2 separate regions of the Neogale vison genome follow, and region 1 is linked to region 2. Evidence: chromatin contacts called from public Hi-C data. All regions are on one chromosome and are shown on one strand. Each heading gives the region's core, a stretch centred on a gene start, on an enhancer-like site or on the middle of the called end of the contact. The rest is flanking DNA. Distances are from core to core; before and after follow the strand shown.

Evidence for each region. A called contact is a pair of places that touch in the nucleus more often than the background predicts.
Region 1: a Hi-C map of muscle shows a contact between it and region 2, with 3 times the contacts expected there. The contact joins the promoter of SH3RF1 here to the promoter of CBR4 in region 2. A contact is called at or near these places in 2 of 3 Hi-C or Micro-C datasets (fibroblasts and muscle).

The regions. Positions count from the first base shown.
Region 1 is chr11:139,387,304-139,393,375 of ASM_NN_V1, forward strand. SH3RF1 (E3 ubiquitin-protein ligase SH3RF1) reads right to left here and starts at 2,666. Exons shown (of 12, transcript XM_044224825.1): 1 at 2,549-2,666; 2 at 521-1,008. The coding sequence starts at 913.
Region 2 is chr11:139,093,930-139,100,782 of ASM_NN_V1, forward strand. It overlaps CBR4 (3-oxoacyl-[acyl-carrier-protein] reductase), which reads right to left and starts at 2,549. Exons shown (of 5, transcript XM_044224824.1): 1 at 2,234-2,549; 2 at 1-72. The coding sequence starts at 2,363.

The DNA of each region.
Region 1 (6,072 bases), core at 1,416-3,915, 290 kb after region 2:
AATTCCTCCAACCAGTAAATTCTGTGCTGTGCATTCATAAAACCAAGAGAATGGCTAGAATAGCTCAATGTAACATAAAAATTAAGGTTTAATTTCCAGCTTATGATTCACCCACATACATATGTGTAACTTGTATCATATATGTACATATATACATAACTATGGTTCTCCCAACTCCATGAAAAAGGGGAAAATCATGCCAAATTTCCATTTTAAAATGGGCACCAAAAAGCTGCTTTGTTTTAGATTTCAGTGAATAATTGCTACCTCTTCCCCAAAATTTATCTTAAATGGTAATAGAGACTATCTGGAGAGAATTTTTAAAAACACAAATTTGTTATTTATATCCACTCACATTCCAATAGAAAAAAAAAATCCTGAGGCATAATTTCCTGTCTGTTCCAGTAAGTGTAGCTTCTTCAGCAATGAACTGATTTAGAAAGTATCAAGCAAAAGCATAGAGAAAAAAATGGAGTTGTCACCACCTTCATTCACCAAACTGCTTCTGCAGGCTACTCACCCTCACCGGGGGGCTCCAGGCTTGCACCCGTGGCTGCTGTCCACCCTGGGAGCTCTGCAAATCTTTTGAGCTACAGTTAGCCACAGTGCTACTCTGAGCCCTTAATGCATTTGTGCAGTTCGTTCCACTGCCCCCACCAGGGCCAGGTTTCCAAGGCCTCTGCTTGATGCCATCCAGAAGTCTGACCAGCAGGATGTTACTTGGAAGCTCCTCAACACCCGAGCCAACAAGAGTCCTGCACTCGGGACACCGGAGTTCATTTCGGGAACCTACAATCCCCAGCAAACATCGTTTGCAAAACGTATGCTGGCAAGGCAAGACCTTTGCCGAAGCGTCAAGCCGCTCTAGACACACAGGACACTCCAGAAGATCCAACAAGGAAGATTCATCCATCTTTATCTAGTTTACTGAAAAAAAAGCTTCAGAAATGTTCATAGTTGTGTGCATCCCTTAAAGTGATTCATGTAACATCCATTTCAGACTTTGCTCTGGAGTAATGGGGGAGGGGGAGGAGAGAAGACAGAAAATTAGTACTGTTATTTGGGGGAAAAGGTTCACAGAGGAGCCAAGAACCAAAAAGTACACAAGAGTGCTTCCTCTGAATAGCGCAGCTTTGCTTTGGAATGTGGTTCCTGAACTCCAAAGTCAACAATTAAAATCAAAATGGGCTTTTTAAACAATTCAAAATTATTCCCTAAAGATATCTAGGAGTTCACTGTGCAGAAATACCTATCAAGTACTATACAGAATTCCTGCAATAAAATGGGATTTATGAAATGCAATAAAGAACATTATTTCTTCAGCCCTCAAAGTGATATTGGCTGCCTTAATCAAGTCCTCAACTCATATGAGAGGCTGAACTGAAGCAACCGAAAGTTTCCTCTACCTGAAATTACTTTTAAACTCAACAAACTTCCCAATCTTTAAGCTACTTTAGTGTTTAAGAAACCATGCCTCATGTGATCACTTGCGGTAAATGATCCCAATATTAAATACATATGTTTCTTCGCTGCCCTTAAAAATAGAACTGTTTAATCTTGCCCAACCAAAATGAGCGGAAGGTTGACAAATCCAAAGGACACAACTAAAGATCTGTTTGAAAGCAGCTGAAATATAAAAGCACCCTTCACGGCAGTGGTTGACAAAACTCTGAAACGGATTTCTGAACGGCCTGTCCTAATCCCATTCAGAAAATCTGGCAAAATTATCACCAAAAGAATTTGACAATGGAATGCTGGAATGAAAACTGTGAGCATAATATGAAAATGGGCCTATTCAGGAAAAAGCATTTAAAGCCGTGACTGCGCCGCTCTCCCCTACCACCAAAATAAATGTAAAGGGGAATACCTAAGAGAAAAAGGGTAAGAAGACTGTGATGGAAGCATTAACAGCTGTTCTGGACAGAGCCGGGAAGCGGCGAGCCCCAGGGCTGCGCCCCTCTCCCACGCTGCCAAGCATAGGTACTCCCAGACCCGCAGGGAGGCGCGGCGGCAACTCGCCGCAGACACACCCCGGAGCCAGGTGTTGGCGACCAGGGACAGGGAAGGTCCCGGGCGGGCGCTGCAGCCTGGCCACTGCCGCCACCGGGATCTCATTCACCAGCACTCCTCTCCACCACCCTTGGGGTCAGGCCGGGCACATAAATCCCCCCCAAAACGACTGCTGGAAGTTCTCAAGGACTTAAAAATAAATCCGCAGCCTTAAGTTGCGAAAGTCAGCCCCACAGAGTGCCACCTTTCGGGAAACATCTATGACGCCGCAGAGATGAGGCGGGAGTCCCCAGAGAGAGCGAACCACGGGAGAGAAGGGAGTGTCGGGTTGCGCCCGGGGAGACCGCGGCACCGAGCCGGGGCAGCTTCCTGCCGGGAGTCGGCAGCCCGCACCGTCCCGGCTCCGGGCCCACGGGGACCCGAGGGCGGAGGGACTTGAGGGACCGACTAGCGCGGAGGGGAGCGGGCGCCCCGACCACCTCCTCCATGGCCGCGGGCGTCTGCACGCGTCGGCTCCCCGCACGGCCCCTCGCCCTACCTCGCGCCTCGGCTCCTCCTCTTTGTTCGCGGCCCCGCAGCGGCGGCGGAGCCCGATGCAGATGCGGCCCCGCAGCGCCCGCCTCTCGCAGCGTCTCTGACGCCGCGGCGGCACCCGGAGACTCCTCTCTGCTGCCCCCCTCGCGGGTGCACACACACACTCCGCCGCCGCCTCCTCCCACTTTCCCAGCCGAGCAGGGCGGAGGAAGAAGAAGAGGAGGAGGAGGAGGAGGAGGAGGAGGAGGACGCGGAGCCACTGCGGGCGCCCGGGGCGCGAGGGGGCGGCCCCGCACCACAGCGCCTCCCCCCGGAGCGGGCGCGGCACCTCCGGGAACTGCGGACCCGGCGCGCCTTCCTCCTGGCGCTGAGGTACCTGCGCGCGGTTCCCGCCGCCTCCCCCGCCGAGGGCGAGTGGGGGCGGGGGCCTGAGGGGGCGCTGGAGAGCTGAGAGTCCCGGAAGCGGGGTCCCCAGGAGCGACGGAGGTAGTTGGTTTGGGGGCACACGCCTCTCCCTGAGGGAAACGCGCCTGAAAAATGAAGCAATGGGAAGGGGAAAGGGTTGGGAGAGGCGGCGGAGTGAGGAAGGACGGCGCCATGGGGCGGGGGCCGGCCGCGTCCTACTCAGGCCCAGTGGTGCCCGGCGGCCCGGGACGGACGACTCGGGGCGGGACCAGCTGCGGCGCGGGAGAGGCGGGGGCCGGGGAAAGGGCGGGAGCAGCCCTGGCGGGAACGGATCCCACTTTCCCTTGCATCTGTACGCCCAGGCCTGCGGAGACACTTGGTAGAGCGAGAGTTAAGTGTTGTTACCCCGAGGTCCGAGAGAGGCCCGGTGGATCAGCGGGGAAACAGTCCCAGGGCAGCTGTCCACCGGCCCGTGCTCTGGCCGCCGCCGGCTGACACTGCTCCCCGGGCCTCCGGCGTCCAGGCATCACGCTGCCTCCCCGGGGCACAAACCCGAGCCCGCTGGGAGGATTGCTGACCCAGAAACTCAAAATGGGAGGGGACAGAGACGAGGAAAACAGTTGCGGGGATTTACTGTTGTACCCGCCCTAAATGGGGAAAACTCAAAGTCTGACCCCAGGTGAGCTGGCACCGGGGAGCTAGCTGAGAGGCGCCTCTTTTATCTGAGCCTGGGAGGCAGCCATAACCGTCACTGTAATCTTTGTTTCGGTTGCCGCAGGCGCACACCTGTAAACTCTGAAATGTAGTTTTGAAAAACATGTCCACAGGTTTTCAGATTTGTTTTTCAGACTCGATTCAGAGGGGGAAACAAATTAAAATTTTGTCGTTATCTCAACGTTGCCTTGGTTTTATTTGCATTCCCCATCAACTTACAAAAAAGGTATCCCAAATACCCTTCCTCAAAGGTGTGCAGAAACTGAAAATAAGAGGACTTAAAGATATTATGCAAGAAATCCCTGCCTAGCCAGCGAGCAGGGTGACATTCTGAAGGGGAGCCAGATTATTTTCTAGTCTCCACCCAGGCCGCTGCTGGAACTATTCGAGAACAATGAGATCACCTAAGAAAGAGAAAAAAAAAGTTAACAGTTAATAATTATCATTCATTGTATGTGCTAAACATTCTGCATCCATTAATTCAATCCTTACTGTAGTCTCAGACCTTATGCCTCCTTAGCTTTGTTCTGAATAGATTAATATGCTGAGAATCATACCAGAAATAACAGCCGCTTCCCCCTCCATTAGAAGCGAGCAAATACATGTGCATTCGGGCTGAGAAAGCAAGGGAAGGAATGAACAGCATGGAGAATTTTTCATCCAATAATCTAAAAATAAGGTACTCTGAAAGTGACTACTTAGCCTGTATACTTCTCAGCTGGACCTGTGCAGATCAAAGTGGGGCTGACTGGAAGATTATAGTAAGTAAACAGATAAATATGAGTATATGCAGTGTATAGTTCTTAAAACCGAAGTTCAAAGAGGTTCATTTCATCCCCAGGTCACGCAGTCAGTTGTGCTGAACCAAGACTCAACCTCAGATCTCTGGATTCCAAGTACCCTTTCTTACGAAATGCCTCAGGCAAAACTAAGGGTACTATATCTGCTCCTAGGGGAAAGAGGACACTGTTAATCATGTAATTACTCTGGAGAGCAAGGGACAATTTTTTTGTTCTTATTTTGGTTTTTTGTTTGTTTGTTTTTACGGAGAATAATATATAAGGTCATGGGTGGAATGGTGCAGCTCATGAAACTAGGCCAGAAAATCAGTAAGTCACACCCATTACCAAAGAACTGAAGACAGTGTGTCCAAGACTGAAGTGAACAAGGGAGCCCCCCTACACATCCCATGAATAGTAGCTGGCACATGGCTGCCGTTCTTTGAACGTCCCTGGTGCTAGTTCACTATGTTTTGTAGAACACAACTCTTCTATTAGCCTTAATTACTCTAGCTGTAAAAGCAAGTTTTAGGCAAATTAAAATTAAATTGAGCCATCTTTCTTCTGTTAAATGATGAAAAAATAATACCTTTCTTAGAGTGTTCTTGGAAGAGTCAATGAAATAATGTGCTGGTTCTTTGTAATCTGCACCTCTCTATTAAAGAAAGATCTCATTATCATTATCTGCCAAAAATTACCCTGGCAGAGTTATACTGGGTAAAATCCTTTCCACGGTCTTTGAAAAGTTTGAGAAAACACTAATACTTGCAAAATCCTCTCAAGAAAATACTGTAGGGGAAGGAACAGTTGGGGAAAGAGAAGCATGGTCATCTTATCACTTCTGGGAATTGAACATAAAGAATGTAAGTTTGATATACTTATGTCCCCTATGACTGAGTAGATACAAGAAAAATATAAACACACCCTGTACACAGTAATGATAGCTTGGCTTAATACAATTCTGGTCCTCCCAAGACTTCAAAGTACTTTCATAAGAGTTATCTCATTTATCTTCTAGGCATCCCTCTGAAGCAGTAAAGATAGATATAATCATCCTCATTTGCAGATGGGAAAAAATGAGGTGTAAAGCATTTATTGCTTTTAGTAATAATGTTACGACACAAATCAGGCTTTTAAATTCCCAGACCAGAGCCCTCTTTTGTAAGCTTTGGGGTCATGCTTATACATGCATATACATACATGTATCTGATCATCATTTTCCTTCAAAACTTATCTGGCGCCCAGCTGCTGCGACGTTGGAAAATGCAAGCACTATTTACCCAGTTGTTTAAACTAGAAACCTAGGGGTTGTCTTCGATTTCTCCCTTTCCTCTCCATCCCTCTCCATCAAGAAGTCTGCCAGCTATCCCCAAAATACCTCCATTACACTTTTATTCAAGCCACCATCACTCTTTTCCTCTGGCCCTTCTAACCAGCTTCTTTTCTTCCACCCTGTCCCCACAGTCTTAACCCTGAATATAGTGACACCCAGAGCAAAATACAAAAAATGCATAAGAGATCACATTATACCCTTTCTCAAACCTCATCAATTTCTTTCTATCATAGTGGGAATAAAAATTAGTCACCTTCCCTATCTTATGAGTTCATGTGTCACTTGGCCCCTACATCA
Region 2 (6,853 bases), core at 1,299-3,798:
TTTCCACCTCTTCAAATGTATTTTGAACATCACGTTCTTTGGCAACATCACAGCTAAATGCTAAATGATCTCCTAAGGAACAAAGTTAAATTAGCATTACTTATAAATTATAATTTCAATTTAAAAATTATTCAATACACATTTGTTGAGTATCTACTATGACCTAAGCCTGTGATTAGAATCTAGAGATAAAAGATGATTATGTCATGGATTCCTCCTCTCAAGGAGTTCAGTCCAATAAAACTGGGAAGGGGGTGGATGGGAAACAAGGAGAAGTAAAGATGGGGAACAAGGAGAAGTAAAGAATTAAATCCTAAAAATGTTTTTTTAATCAGGAAAAAAATGGAAGGAGGGCCTTTTTGTATTCATAAGGCTTTGTAAAATTCATATAATATTTCTGGCTTTGATGGCAACCCCATGCTATCCAATTCAACAGTGTTTGGTTTTTGTATTTCTTTTTTGAAACTTGTGTCTAATTCCGTTACACTTTTGTTAAATGGGTTCCCTGGTCCTAAGATTAAAACCTAGGGGTCTTCCACTTTTTTTTTTTTAACTATGGCACATATATTACAGTAACTATTATTCAAGTCTGACCACTACAAAGCAGGAAGCTATTAAAAAAAAAATGTCAAAACTAAAAAACACATACACACAAACTTTTTACCAAAAACAACTGTTACTCCCCCTTTTTTAAATGCCCACATTTTGAAGATGTTTAAATACCAAAAGAATACATATCAAAGAAAGCATTTTCCATTCAATAATACATAACTGTAATACTCTAAAATGGGAGTTTTTAAAAAACTAAACAATTGCTTATTTTCTGGCTGACCTCGCCTAGTAGTGGTCAACACTAAAATTACACTCTAAGGTCTTTGGAAGCAGTAAGTTTTCTGGGAAGTCACACCTTGTAGGTGAAAACCAATCACTTATCGAACACAAATTCAAAGAAGTAAAATGCCCAAAGGCATCCTCTGTGACCCACTGTTGGCTTTCATTGAAAACTTGTTGGGTTCACAATAACCCTTGGAAGCTCAACCAACAGTTTTAATATATTCCAGCAAACACTAATGGCTTGGGATGACACCATCAGGAAAATCACTTTCTCACTCCTTTGTGACACAGTAAATATGAGTAGCAAGAAGCATTCACGGAAATCCTCCCTGTTCTGTAACTTGCGGGGTTTTCCCCCTCTCTAAAAAGAATCTAATCCCCCTCTCTAAAAAGAATCTAATATTTTCCCAGCCCAAGTGCAAAATTAGAGTAAACCAATAGTAACCAATTGTAACGTTAAAGTAACAGCCTCCAGATTCATCCCCAGGCCTCTTCCCAGTGCCTCCCAGATAGTGAACGAAGTGCATTCGTGCCTCCTACTAAACTGCAGCATCCTGGCATCTTTCCTTCATCCTAATTCTCCCTTATAGTTGCAAAATAATGCAAAACAATTACTAATCCATTACTAATAAACGAAAAGATTGGATTTTAAATGCAATAAAAAGGAATCTGAATCAATTTTCCATTTGTAAAAGCCACCAAAACAATGTAATAACCTATTAAGTGGCTATGGATGCAGGAGAGCCAAAAAAAAAGTGTATCTCAAAACCGGCTAGTACTCAAGAGTTTGTCTATAAAATACAGCCCGCAGCCTAAAAGAAAAACAAAACAAAACAAAACCGAACCGAACAAAACAAAACCACAGCCCGCAGCAAGACTACAGCGCTGCAAAAACTACAGCGAGGCTTTCAGGCTTGTCATGCCTAGCCTTCCTGCCTCAACTACTTTCCGCCCAGCCCTGTCTCCCGGCGGCGCCCGGGACTTCGTGGCACGAAGGTACCCTTTACCCTCCATAAAAAATTAACTGTTGTGAGTCTCCCTCCTTCCAGACACCAAAACAAAACAACGCAGCACGGTTAGCCCTAGCCTCAGGGGGTGGGTGCTTAATTAGTAGGGCCTCAAAGGACAGCTAAGTCTCAAAGAAAACCCCAAGTGTTCAGCCCCTGGCGACAGGCGGTGTGGGAGGAGACACTGCGGGAAACCGGGTGTTGAGGGTTCTCTACCCAAACAGGTGTCCACACTCAAGACGGGGTGCTCCTAGACGTGGGCAACTAAACTGCTAACCCGCAGAGCCGTAAACGCCAGACCCTCTCGTTTTACAAACGAGAGAACTTTAGGCTCTCGGACTGCAGCCACACAACCTGGGCAACTCCATTTCGGTACCTACCGCCGAGCTCACCGGCGGCGGCTTTAGCCATTTCCAGATTTCTGGCGATGACGGCCAGTCGGTAGCCTTTTTGGGCCATTAACTGGGCCACTGCCCTCCCAATGCCTCTAGAGCCTCCGAAGACAGCACAAACTTTGTCCATCTTGGCCCACAGAGTCGCAAACTCGGAGGAAAAGAGGGCTAGGAGTGACGGCCCCTTTCCAGATTCTCCTGGCTTTTAAACCACAGATGCTTATTAAAAGACCAAACTGCCGCCAAAGAAAAATAAAAGTTAACACCGCTTTACACCTCCCGCCGCGGGACTTCGCCAACCCAGTAGGCGGGGCAAGAGGCGCGGAGAGTACGCCGCATACGCATCGACGTCAGCGCGCACAGGCTACCAGTCCCAGAGCCCTATGGGGGACGCAAGCGTGGAAGAGCCCAGGGGGCCTGGGACAGGCCGTGAAGGGCTGCGCTGCATGCTGGGACTTGTAGTCTTCACGAAGGAGCGGAAGAGGCATGGGTTCACTGCTCAGTGGGAAATGTACTCAAGGCAGTGAAGGGGAGTCCGGCTGACCTCCATACCCGTTGGGACATGAGAGTCAGAATTAGAGTTCAGATGAACTACCATTCCAGTTTGCCTGGTACTAATGGGGTTAAAACGCTGGACTTAACGTTTTAAAATCGTAACAGTCCCGTCAACCCAGATAAATTGATTATGTTACTTAAAACCCAGGATATACATTATTCAGGGTTCCACTGTCTGCTTTTCATTCAGGAATTGTTTTTGGCTTAGAGACTAAATGCTCTGCCTATTGAAGAAGTGACCCCCAAGTATCACACTCACGCAAAACCTATCCTACCTGTACCTAATCCAAGTTGCAACGGAAATAGATCTCACCCCACCTGAATATTACCATTCATCTCAAAGGGTGTTGCAAAGGCAGATGCCTATCAAGAACATATATAGCAGGAACTCAAGAAACGCTAAGTGACTGAATAGTCTTGCAGACCGATGAAAAAAGCATGTCTGCTGCAAACAAAAACAGGTTCCTACAATTCTAAAGAGGACGTGCTGAGTGTTGAGAGTTACTAAGCTAAAACTTGAGCATTTGTTAACAAGGATACTATTAAAAGGAAGCATTTCTTTTTTTTTTTTTCTTAAGATTTTTTTATTCACTTTGATAGACAGAGATCACAAGTAGGCAGAAAGGCAGGCAAAGAGAGGCGGGGAAGCAGGCTCCCCGCGGAGTAGAGAGCTTGATGCGGAACCCAATACCAGGACCCTGAGATCATGACCTGAGTAGAAGGAAGAGGCTCAACCCACTGAGCTATCCAGGTGCCCCAAATGGAAGCATTTCTTGATAGAGTATCATTGCATTAGAGGATTCAAAAAAGTACAAGTTTCATGGGTCTTGCTAATAAAAAATACACAACCTGGGACAACAGGACCAACACACACAAACACTAGCAAATAGTTGGAAACCCTAAAGTGAAAAATGATATTAACACAAGAGCTCAGAAATAAGAGAGGGAGGTCCACAAAACAAATACAGGAGTGCATGGAAAAGCTGGATTGGAGGACTGACTGCAGTTTCGAATAAATGGAAAAGAGCAAAGAAAGAAAGGGGGAGGGAGGGAAAAGGAAATGTAAGAAAATTGGCTATTATTTTTTAAATATTATTTTTATTTCACCTAGATCCAGAAGGGATTTGAAATGGCTGGCAAAGATACACAGTAAAACCTCACGCTCTTTAGGATGGGTCCTATCAAAAACAACAACAAAAAGAAAGACAATAACAAGTATCCATGAGAACATGGAAAAATTGGCACCCTTCTGCACTGTTGGTGGGAATGTAAAATGGGACAGTAGCTTCACAAAACAGAATGGTGTTTCCTCAAAAAAATTAAAAATAGAATGACTGTATAATACAATAATTCCATTTCAGGGCATATACTCAAAAGGCTGAAGGTAGAAGCAAGATATCAAGTGATATTTGTATACCCAGGTTCATAGCAGCGTTATTAACAATAGCTAAAAGGTGAAGCAACCCAAAGGACCTTCAACAGATGGTAGATAAGCAAGATGTGTTACTCACACATAATGCAATATTATTCAGCCTCAATAAGGAAAGAAATTCTGCAATATGCTATAACATAGATGAAACTTGAGGATGTTATGCTAAATGAAATGAGCTACAAAAAACAAATACTGTATAATTTCACTTAAAATTTCACAGAAAGCCAAATGGTGACTGCCAGAAGCTGGGGGAGCTGAGTCTGAGAATTATTATTTAAAGGGTAAAATGTTTCAGTTTTGTAAAATGAAAAGTCCCTGAGGGGAATGGTGGTGATGGTTGCACAATACAGCTGTGCTTAATAGTAGTGAGCTGTACAGTTAAAATGGTTAAGATATGTTGTGTGTATTTTACTGCAATTTCAAAAAAACCTCAGCAATACAAATATTAACACTGACAACAAGAAAACTGAATGCAATTTAAGATTTCTTAATGGAGTTCGTCCCTAAAGTATACAGCAATATTGTCAAAATACTGTGATTTAAGAGCTCTTTAAACAGTTCTTCTCTGAAGAGTTATACCAAACACCTGATACCAAGTTGTTTACGATTTTTAGAAATTGTTTTTTTATCATTTTTATATAACTTTGTCTTTTAATTATATAAAACATTTACATGGGTCTTAAGTGTAAACCACAAAACAGGTACTTTAGAGAAGTCTAACTTTCATCCTTGTCCCTGTTTCCTTCCTACCCCTATAAACTGATATTTTTGTAGAAGATTTTATTTATTCATCTGGGAGAGGGAGAGCACATGGGGGGTGGGTTGGAGAGGCAGAGGAAGAGGGAGAAGCAGACTCTTAGCTGAGCAGGGAGCCTAATGTGGGGCTCAATCCTAGGACCCTGAGATCATGATTTGAGCCAAAGGCAGATGCTTAACCAACTAAGCCCAACTGAGACACCAAGGCACCCCTGTAAACTGACATTTTTTGGTTAACTTTTTATGTATCCTCCCATTCTTTATTTTCAAAAATATTAGAAAATGCATATATCTTTCCTATTTCACTCTCTTTCTTAACAAAAGGTTATACACTATAAATATTGTTCCATACCTTGGGTTTGGGGTTTGTTGGGGTTTTTTGTGGAACAATGGTATATCTTGGTGATTATTCCAGAGTTGTGTATGAGATCCTCCTAGTTCCTTTTCACAGCTGCATAGTCCACCATTATGGTAATTGTGATTGACTGATCTCTCCTAAGGTTCCCCCCCCACCGACTAATCTAGGAACCACTGAGAAAGGAATTTGAAAATGTAATTGAATCCCAATTCAATTAGCCTTTAAATACATAAATTATCCAGGTGAGCCTAATCTCATCAGGTGAAACAATTAAAAGCACAGCATTTTTTTTCCTGCTGATAGCAGAAGAAAATCCAAAACATCTGAAATGTGAGGGGGATTCAGGGCATGAGAGGCCTTGCTGCTGGCCTCAGAGAGAAGGCAAATAGCCACACTGAGAACTACTGGTGGGGAGGGAGAGCTTCTAGAGCCTGAGAGCAATCCACAGTTAAGAACCGGTAGAATAAAAGGACCTCAGTCCCACAGGTGCAACGAAGTGAATTCTGCCAACAATCAGTGAGCTGGAAGAACCCCAAGCCCTAGCTGAGTACTGCGGCCCAAGCCCACACCTTGATATCAAGTCTGAGCAGACGCTCTAGCTACATGGTACCCAGACTCCTGACTCATGGAAAATGTCAGATTAATATGTGTTGTTTTTTTGAAAAGCAATACATGAGTAAATGATTTTACTGTTTTTAATTTTATATTTTGGAGAGTAAATAATTTTAAAAGATAGAGGACCACCCTCATCCCCCCAATGCCGGAAAAATAACATGAAGTCAGTTGAAAAGTTATACAAATAAGAATCTATTCAGTACTAAAGAAAAGTTGAATATGTGATTCTGAGTTTTCTAGTGGTTAAAGCAACTAAGGAAACATGATTAGTTACAAGTAGTAATTTTCCGAAGCGAAATTTCCTCCTCATAGATCCAAAGCGAAATTTCCTCCTCATAGATCCACATAAAGGGCACCTTAAGCATTATAGTGGACTTTGTCACCATATATAAATATACATATATATGTGTGTGTGTGTGTATACACACACACACACACTCTCTCTCTCTCTAGAGAGACACACACTCTCTCTCTCTCTCTCTCTCTCTCTCTAGAAAACATATATCTTTCCTATTTCAAATACTGTTCTACACCTTGGTTTGTTTTTTGTTTTGTTTCAGAATAGCACATCGGGGCAGCTGGGTTGCTCAGTGGGTTAAAGCCTCTGCCTTCTGATTGGGTCATGATCCCAGGGTCCTGGATCGAGCCCCGCATCAGGCTATCTGCTCAGTGGGGAGCCTGCTTCCCTTCCTCTCTCTCTGTCTGCCTCTCTGCCTACCTGTGATCTCTGTCTGTCAAATAAATAAATACAATCTTAAAAAAAAGAAGAAGAAGAATAGTACATCTTGGAGATCATTCCATTGGTGTGTACTGAGATCCTCCTTGTTCCTTTTCACAGCTGTATAGTCCACCATTATGGGGATTATGGTGTGTGTGTGTATGTGTGTGTGTATTAAGCATATGG